Regions from separate parts of the Mus musculus genome. Here regions 2 and 3 are each linked to region 1. Evidence: chromatin contacts called from public Hi-C and HiChIP or PLAC-seq data. All regions are on one chromosome and are shown on one strand. Each heading gives the region's core, a stretch centred on a gene start, on an enhancer-like site or on the middle of the called end of the contact. The rest is flanking DNA. Distances are from core to core; before and after follow the strand shown. Region 1 has its middle 9.7 kb from the start of Gm35457. Region 2 overlaps Gm19696 (predicted gene, 19696). Region 3 overlaps Thada (thyroid adenoma associated).

Region 1 (3,133 bases), core at 142-2,641:
GCTTCACAAAAGAGAAGGTCTCTAATAACAAGCGCTCTGGGCAGGGAAAGTGGCTACACACACACACACACACACACTGCTTCCATCCTCACAGTGCTCCATCTGCCAGTGTTTCAATGTTCTCTCCCCGATGTGACATTTACTGAAATGTAGCTACTGCTGGGAAGGGACAGGAAGCAGGACCTTTAAGATGTGAACAGGTCAAGATCCCTATTGTTATGAGTGGATTAATGCCATTGTTGAGAGAGTAGATAGACTAGTTCCCTCTGAAATGGATTTGTTATAAAATAAAAGTTTGTTCTGTCTCTCTCCCTCTGTCTCTGCCATATTCATTCATTCATATATATATATATATATATCCCAACAATGCTATGATGTAGCAAGAAGGTCTCTTGGATACCTCAGTGTCAGTCTCCTGAATTGTGAGAAGTAACTCTCCTTTCATGATAAACCACCCGCCTGCGGCATTCTGTTACAGACTAAGACAGTCACTCATTCTCCTCTAAGGTTATCGTCGGGCACCAGCTACCCTCTGTTTTGGGACTTCCTTGTTTGCTAGAACTCCTGAGATCCATACCTTCTCAAGTTTCATAGATAATGGGCAGGGTGGAGGTGGGGTTGATATACATCCTGAACAATATTTTACTCTCAGGACCTCAATAACTACACACAATAACTAAAGGTTGGTCACAAAACGTGCCTAGAAAGGAAAGCAGGCAGGATTTGAGCCTGTGGATCTGCCGCATTGAGGGGACGTAGTCCCAGGACCGAATGGGACATCAGGACAGGACAGGTGAGACAAAGCGCCCTCCAAATTTCGATTTCTCGTTTTGGACAGTGTCTGTTCCTCTCTGACTGTGAGTCTTCCTCATCCGACACGTGTAATTGTGACGGTTCTTCGACTGTAACTCCTTGGTTTGGGATTCACCAAGGAAAACAAACCTCCGCTTGCCTGTGAGGGTTTATCTAGATTAGGCTGACTAGGTGGGAAGGTCCACCCTAGAGTGGGTGGTACCATGTCATGGACTGAGGTCAAACATTGAACGGAAAGGAGCCTGCAAGGTGAGCTGCAGCAGCATCTGCTGTCTCTTTGCTTCCTGACTGTGGATGCGGTGAGATCAGCCACCTCAGACTCCTGCCGCCAGGCTTCCCTGACACACTCTGACGGTACCCTCAGGCTACGTACGAACCAGAGTAGACCCCTTTTCCTTAAGTTCCTTTTCTGAGGCATTTTATCACAGCAGCAAGACAAGTACAGAATAGAGTAACAAACCCACACTCCAGTAAGCCCCATCCCTGCAGACGACCCGTCCCTTCCTCTCCAGCCTCTGCAGCAGCCCCACCCCTCCTTCAATGCCGCTCGTCTCATCTCTGCCTTCGGATTTAACTCCACACTCTCAGCTTTCTCCCCTAGGCTCTGTTCTCTCTTTCACCACACCACACACCAGATGTGTTTCTCTTTTACTCGCTGTCTTCCTGCTTGAGGAGGAAGCTCCCAGAGGGCAGTTCTTTCCTGCATTGAATATTGTATCCCAAGGATCTAGAAATGTCTCCAGCACATTGTAAACACTCAATAAATACTCGTGGGACGAATGAACGAATGAATGCATTTCAGAACATCTCCTGGCAAGCCATCTTGGATTCAGGACGGAGTAGCACTGCCACCTGTTGCCAGAGTTTTGTATTGTGAATACAAACTCAGGGTGAGCAGGAAGAGGCTCACCCTCAGGGGGTCAGCCCTGTCACTTGAATCCTATTCCATGTTCCAAATGCCACCACCCGACTGTAGCCATCTCAAAGACCTATAGCCTGTGACTTTTGCCTGTTTTATGCCCCTAGTCTGCCAACACCTGGTGACACCTGGCCAACCATTCTAGGAGTTTGCTCTGATGTGTCTAACATCAACCATGCACAGGAAATATTTCCTAACCAGAAAAGGGAATCATAAAAAAGAGCTCAATCCTGAGAAAGGATGAAAGAGAGAACATGAGCTGTAGGACCACATGGGATGTGGGGCCATGTGGGATGGGGGACCATGTGAGATGTAGGACCACATGGGATGTGGGGTCACGTAGGAAAGGAGACCACGTGGGATGGGGGGCCATGTGTGGGATGGGGGACCACGTGGGATGGAAAACCAATGAGAAAGCCTGAGGGACTAGCCTAGTTCCAGCTCGACTTTGAGTCTGCTTTGGTCTCTCCTCTATAAGAAGATGGCCTTGGGCTACATGGGCTTCAGCCCTGACTTCCCTAACAGAAAGGACAGGAAGTCCATGGCATCTTCAGGTTCTGCAGTCAAGTTGCTTGGGTGCCCGTGTCCTAGTTGAGGGTCTCTTCACTGTTGGTTGTGGGGACCTCTTGACAGCTGGTCTTTTAATTGCAGTTTCCTCTCAAAGCCTTACCCCTGCTTGAGCTCAGCCTTCATGGCCTGGCTCAGGGGCCCCAGTACCATGACAACCAGGATCCTCCCCATCCTACACACACATACACGTACACACACTTTGTGTTTGGTCTGCTTCTTTTAACTACCTAAGGGTTGATCTAAGCTGACCTCTGACTTTCTTTGGGTCTCTGTAGTCTGTCTATGCCAGCAAGGAACGACTGTCCCGCCCCTCTGTTCAGGTTGGGTACCCTCTCCTTCTGGCCTCTGCCCAAGCTCTGCTCAGCCCAGATTTGTGTCCATTGATCCTAGACCGCATGTGATTTAGAAGACATGTTAAGGGTAGGCTTCCTGGAGGAATTCCTGGGGCCTCTGAATCCACCTATGCTGGGTGGTCAGAAGATCTGGTATTGGGAACAATTACCTTGTTCCAGCTCAGGAGGAATGCCGTTGAGAAGCAAGCCAGGCCACCTTGTGACACTGGAGAACTGTCTGCTTGAACGCTTTAAGGAGCCCATAGAAACCCACCTGTCTCCCCTTTCTGTGCCCTGCCCACTTCTACTCTACAGAAAGAGGGGGCTCTCCCTGCTCTGCTTCTCAGCCTCCCTCCCTTTGAGCACTGCTGCTCTTCCAGCCCAGCTGCTGTTCCGGGAGCGCGCCTCTAGGGAAACAATGGACTGAGTGTCCTTTGTCAACTCCTCACCAAGGACTCTGTGAGCTCACTGCCATGGGAGCTGCTTAACTCCCAGAATG
Region 2 (2,921 bases), core at 94-2,593, 180 kb before region 1:
TGCCTTCTTTGTCCTAACGCTCAAAGCAAGGATTCTTCTCTTAATACGGACATGGAAGTGGGGGCTCAGAGATGGGCGCTAACTTGCCAGAACCATCCAGCCCAATTCAGATTGACAACTCCAGCCGGAGAAATCACATAGGAATCCCACTCATTTTTTTTCCTTTGCTTTTCTGGTGATCCTAGGGATTGGACCACGGGGGTGGGGGTGGGGGTGGGGGTGGGGGGCCTTAGCCATGCCAGGCCTGCACACCTCTGCTGAGGTGAATCTCCAGCAATTTTGATCACCGATTCAGATGAGCACACAGTGAGCCTAGACTCGCTGTTAGGGTGGAGTGGGGGCCGCAACTGGGCTCCCCTCCCCCACCACGGGGCCATCTCCATGGGCCCATCATTTTTGAAATTTCAAAAAGCCCTGGATGGAAACCTTTGGGTTGGGTCTCTTCAGCAGTGGCCCAGGTGGGCAGGTTATCAGCTGGAGCTGGCGCCTAGCTCCCCAGAGGACTGCCCAGCACAGCTTCCATGAGAAAAGGGGTTTAGGGGCTGGGGTAGATCCTGCTGGGAACCGTCAATGCTCTCACTGAGGGGTGCTGAGGGAAGGAGCTGGGCCTGCTGAGACCTGGGGGAGCCCCTCACCCTCACCCCACCCCCACAGCCGAATATCCCCTCTGATCCTGGCCTGGGGTTCTGGGTGTGTTTTACTTAACACTAGCTCCCCACAGACCGTTCTTTTCTTCCTCCAACGGTAACATACTTACATATAGCTTTTTAAAAAAAAAAAAATAAGTAGGATTAAAACTGGGGGTGGTGATGTAATTCTGTAATCCCAGCACCCTGGGAGGTGGAACCAGGAGGATTAGGAAGTCAAGGCCATGGGCTACAGGAGACCTCAGTATAAAAGGATGTAGCCCCGGGTGCAGAACACAAGGCTTAATCTGAACACACATGCTCACATGCACCCTGCACATGCAAAGGGATAAAGGTGAAGTCATTGGTTCACTAAACACCTCTAAGATGTAGGGTGATTATCCCAACATTTTACAGATGGGGAGCCTAGGTCTTGCTTGGTCACCATGCCCCACCCCACCCCCAATCTTTGAGAAGCCTGAGCCTGGTTAGATGATGACTGTTCCCAGGACGCTACCTTGCCCGCTCCCCTCTCTTCTCAAGCTTGTGCAGGGCTTGGCCCCTTGAGGGAACAAGCGACTGCCCTCCAGAAGTGGGTGCAGGCAGAGAGAACTCAGTTGCTTCTGGGCCTGGCAGGCCAGGATGTCATCCAGCAGGCTCTGGAGCTGTTCATTAAGAAGGAACGGGGCCTGGCAGGCCTGCTGTTTGAGGGAAACAATGAGTCAGCCCTGGAAGGAGAAGGGGGTGTGAGTCAGCTTGAGCAGGGAGGGGGAGTGGTACCCAGCAACCCTGGCCTCCAGCTTTTCCCAAGCTAGCTTGGCCTATCGCCTCGCTTGTCCTGCTCTGCCCCCACTGCCCACCCCACAACCCTTGGTCTTCAGGAGGTTCAACCAATTTCCTTTTTCTGTTATTTGGCTGTGATAGGAAAAGTATTGAAAAATAGAAAGTGCCCTAGAGAGGAAAACACTGAAACCTGAAACCCTGTGGCTGGTGAGTGCCAACACCGCAGTTGGAGGTGGGTGGCTAGCCAGGATTCATCCCGGGCCCCAGTCCCAGGCCCTGCTGGGTGATGCCTTGAGCCCCTTTAGTTGAGGTGGGACTTGAGTAGGGCTGTGGGTGACAGCTGTAGACCACTTAGAGAAGGACAGGTCCTGCAGGAGGGTCACTGGCCCCGGCCCCTAATGGGAAGCTGACTTCCTGTTTATATTTATTTAATTCGTGTATTTGTTTACTTATTACTTGGTGCTGGGGATGGAATGTAGGATCTCATGCAAGCCAGACACCCATCCCCCAAGACTTCTTAAAAAGATTTCCAAGCTGGGTGGATGGGGGTGCTCTTTTAATTCTAGTATTTGGCAAGGCAGAGGCAGGTGTAAGTTTGAGGCCAGGCTGGTTTTCAAACCCATGTCTCAAACAACCACAACCACAATAATAATATAAATAATATAGTTTATATACTAAATAATAATTAATAATGATTAATTCTGTTGTCAAGCCCCCATGCTTTTTCATGTAGTCCCAGGGTCTCCATCAGAGCCACGTGAAGACATAGCACAAATGCCTCAATGTGGATACTCCAGGCGAATCTTTTAGACAATAGCAGGTGCCACAAGCCACCCCAGTGGTGCCCTGCCCTGCACCTCCCATAGGCCAGCCACTTCTTCCCAGTTACCCAGGAGAGAATGTTCTTTCAGCTACAGCAGGGCAGAGGGAATTGACTAAGTTACAGAGCACATTGATTCGTTCATGCAGAGCTTCCTGGGGTGCCACTGAGTCAGACTCGGAGATGGGGCCGTTGGGGAGGCCCAGGACCCGGAGAGCCAGCTGTGAGAACAGATAACAATAGAGCCCCAACCTGACAGAGCCTTATCTGCACTTTGTACAGAGAGGTCCCCGGGGGGCCTGAGGGTCAGGAGGTTTTCTAGACAGAGCTGGGTCTTAGCTAGGCTTGGGCTCTCTGGGAGGCCAAGGCAGGAAGATTCAAGAGGAGCTTGAGAAACTTAGACCCTGTCTAAGACCATGAAAGCCAGACATGGTGGGTGGTGCACACCTCTAATCCAGCGCTGGAGGCAGAGGCAGATGGCTCTCTATGAGTGTGAGGCCAGCTTTTTTTTTTTCTAGCAAGTTCCAGGTCGGAGCTACACAGGGGTTAGGCCGCTTCCAGGGTGGTTTGCTTGGTCTATGCAAGGTCCTGGAGTCACGAGCCTCAGGAAAGACAGAAGAGAGAAAGACAAATGCCTACAGAGACTGCAACTGGACCTTTGGGAAGTCATTGACAGGCAGGGCAACTATCCC
Region 3 (2,840 bases), core at 319-2,818, 240 kb before region 1:
CTGCAGCATGGAGACCACGTTTGTAGTTGCTTAAACAAGTCAGTAGCTTTTCTCCCTAACTCAGAATACCCAGCAGGCTTGTGTGGTGGCCCTGTCATCAAGGGACCCACACCTTATTTCCCACTGCTCTACATTTGCAGTTGTACTGTCCCTCTTGTCTTCTAAGACGGTAGGTCCAGCCTCACTCCCATGTGCACTGTCTAGTGACAGGAGGAAGGGAAGGCCACTGTAGGTGCTGCATCTCCTTCAACATCAACCTTAGCAGCCAGGAGCTGCTCGTGGTCTGCAGCTCTCACAAGAGGCCCAGGACTGTTGATTTGAGCCAAGTAGCAACATGCTCAGCTAAGACGTTCCCCGTCTACATGGTAGGGGATGGGCATGGAAGAGAGATGCATACTTCCCACTTCCATCCTCTAGTTCTGACATGCTCTAATACTGCAGAGGGCTAGCTGCATTCACACTGGCAGCTGGGGGCTCACATTTGAATGGTACTGAGCCCCTGGCCTTGGTTATTTAGAACCCTGCTCATCATTCCCAGACAGATTTTACCTCGCTTGCATCCATGTTGCTTTTATCATCGCAACTCACAGAGCCAAGTATACGAGAAAAGATGGATGAATTGTCTCTGTCCTCATAAATGAGAATATGGGCCAGATGGTAGTGACACACACATTTAATCCCAGTACTTGAGAGGCAGAGGCAGGTGGATATCTGTGAGTTTGAGGCCAGCTTGGTTTATAGAGCGAGTTCTAGGATAGCCAGGGCTACACAGAAATCCTGTCTCAAAATTAAAAAAATAAAATAAAATCAAGTGAATGTGGATCCGTGTGACATTTTAGCCCCATCCATTGCCTGAAATGTAAAGGCTTACTTAGAAGACAAGCACACACACCTTGCAATTACAATCACCATATCGTTAGAAGTGATGGGAAGAGAAGTGACTGGGTGACAGCACCTAGTAGAGGCTAAAGAATAAAGACATGCAGGAGGGATATGGCAGAGTGACACTGTGGAAAGACCCAAGAATGGGTAGAGTCCCAGGTCCTTTTAGAGTCACCCTGCCTATACCTACTTCATGTCTGTGGGAGTGTTGTCATGGCCTGTGCTAAGTCAGCCCATTAGTCTTAGGTTCCTAAGGCCTAGCCAGCTCCTTGGACCTCCTTTTCCACATGGCCTTTTGGACATCAGAACTCAGACGACTTTGGTCACACCCACCTTCTTCAGTTCTGGTGTTTGTTGGTCAGGAGTCTCATCGGCTCACCCACACCAGAAGCTTTTTAAGGATAGAGATTTTCAGGATAGAGAATATCTTGCATCAGCAAGGTAGCTGACAGGTTAGCACCTAGAGTGGCTTGCATCAGACTGTGACCTGGTTTCTGTAGCTCTCTTTGGTTGTGGAAAGGCAGGTGGATCTGGACCTCAGGGTGGTGGGCTTTCCTGTGCAGCCTCCCTTGTGAGCCATAATGAGCCTTGCAGGCTTAGGTCAGGTCACACTGGTACTTCAGTCCTGTCAGACCAGAAAGTAAGAGTCCTCAGTGTTATAAGCCTTTGCCACTAGGCCACCATGATGTAATTCCTCTGACCTCTCCAGCCAGGGAAATGATGGGGAGGCCTGTTTGATAGTCCACACTCTACTTTATACTTACAAAATGCACATAGAAATCATTGGCTCTGCACTCCCAGGGCTCAGGATGTGTCATGTGCAGTGTCGCCCTTAGGCTCTGCCTCTAGCCCTTCCTCGCCCTTCAGGAGTTATAAGTAAGAGACTGAGCCAAACATAAGTAGGCTTCTGGCCAAAAATTGGATTTGACTGAGAAACTAGCAGGAATATTTTTCTGGTGGCTCATCTCCTTCCTGTCTACCCTACCTACCAACCTAGAAGAGATCTAGGAATCCCCTGACCTTCCACCGTGGCTACAAGCAGTCCCAGCTTTCTTTAACAGGCCTGTCCATAAATCTCCCTTGTTTCTCATCTTTGAAGAAGCCGCTCTGTCAGGGAGTTCTTACTCAAGTGTGAGGGGAGGGAAAGGCCACTAGTTTCAGACTGCAAGTTCTTTTCACTCCATTTCACAATATCCATTTCCCAGAAACCACAGGTTTTTGTTTTGGGTTTGTTTGGTTTTTTTTTTTAAATGAGTACCCAGTAGGCAGGATGCCCAACGCACAGCCTGCTAGATTCAAGGCCAACCACCTGGAGAGAAAAGGAGTCGGTCACAGGGTTTGCCTGTGGTGGGGCTGCCTCTCACCACGGAAAATAGGGACTTAAACTCCCACTATTTGTAGTTTGCAGTGGTGGACTTAGTGGGTTGGGAGGCTTGAAGAGACAAGAATGATATTTGAAATTCAAGGCTTAGTTTAGGATATAACGTTCTGGTGAGCATCTTAGTTCCCTGCTAAGTCAACTACAGGAAAGATGAAAGGAGGCTAAAATGGAGCAGGTAAAAAGAGAAAGGAAGCCGAGAGACTCAGCTAAAGAATGGTCTTCATGATTTCTCTGTTTCTGTCAGTCTCCCCCCTGACCCCCAACCCTGACCCCCTGCCTCCAAACAGGTCCTTCTTTGTATTTCTAACTGTCTTAGAACCTGTGATGAGACCAGGCTGGCCTTGAACTCACAGACATCTGACTACCTCTGCCTCCCAAGTACTGGGATTAAAGGCGTGCACCACCATGGCCAGCCAGTCTTTCTGTCTCTTGAGGGGTTTGTGCATGTGATGACTAGAGTTTGATATTGACTGTCTTCCTCAATCATGCCCCACCTTATTTAAATAAAGATCCCAAATCAGTTATACTGGCTCACCTCAAGAAATCTCTTATCGTGTCTCCCAGCTCTGGGATTTCA

The links. Hi-C and Micro-C count contacts between places; a contact is called where the count stands out from the background. HiChIP or PLAC-seq counts read pairs in DNA pulled down with a chosen protein or histone mark.
Region 2: a contact with region 1 is called in an H3K27ac HiChIP or PLAC-seq map of the HPC-7 cell line, with 14 times the contacts expected there. The contact joins two enhancer-like sites. A contact is called at or near these places in 1 of 15 datasets of contacts at CTCF or cohesin (the NIH/3T3 cell line), 5 of 484 Hi-C or Micro-C datasets (the G1E-ER4 cell line, the HPC-7 cell line, embryonic fibroblasts and 1 more), 11 of 115 datasets of contacts at active chromatin or transcription factors (the HPC-7 cell line, double positive thymocytes, embryonic fibroblasts and 8 more) and 1 of 9 other capture datasets (embryonic stem cells).
Region 3: a Hi-C map of embryonic fibroblasts shows a contact between it and region 1, with 15 read pairs. The contact joins two enhancer-like sites. A contact is called at or near these places in 7 of 484 Hi-C or Micro-C datasets (the C10 cell line, T follicular helper cells, bone marrow-derived macrophages and 3 more), 2 of 115 datasets of contacts at active chromatin or transcription factors (the HPC-7 cell line and embryonic stem cells) and 1 of 9 other capture datasets (embryonic stem cells).

Annotation. Positions count from the first base shown.
Region 1 is chr17:83,972,124-83,975,256 of GRCm38.p6, reverse strand. No RefSeq gene overlaps it. Among named protein-coding and RNA genes, the nearest start is that of Gm35457, 9.7 kb to the right of the region's middle. Within about 2 kb of position 1,391, at least 134 of the 459 cell types and tissues checked have an H3K27ac peak or open chromatin away from gene starts, as enhancers often do. A contact at or near this core is called in the G1E-ER4 cell line, the HPC-7 cell line, embryonic fibroblasts and 3 more, where this site is marked.
Region 2 is chr17:84,147,448-84,150,368 of GRCm38.p6, reverse strand. The region is part of intron 1 of Gm19696 (predicted gene, 19696); the gene reads left to right. Among named protein-coding and RNA genes, the nearest start is that of Gm19696, 7.5 kb to the left of the region's middle. Within about 2 kb of position 1,343, at least 216 of the 459 cell types and tissues checked have an H3K27ac peak or open chromatin away from gene starts, as enhancers often do. A contact at or near this core is called in the G1E-ER4 cell line, the HPC-7 cell line, embryonic fibroblasts and 3 more, where this site is marked.
Region 3 is chr17:84,214,664-84,217,503 of GRCm38.p6, reverse strand. All of the region lies in intron 36 of Thada (thyroid adenoma associated), which reads left to right. It overlaps Gm36279 (a long non-coding RNA gene), which reads right to left. Exons shown (of 4, transcript XR_385852.4): 4 at 1-1,507. Among named protein-coding and RNA genes, the nearest start is that of Gm36279, 24 kb to the right of the region's middle. Within about 2 kb of position 1,568, at least 56 of the 459 cell types and tissues checked have an H3K27ac peak or open chromatin away from gene starts, as enhancers often do. A contact at or near this core is called in embryonic fibroblasts, where this site is marked.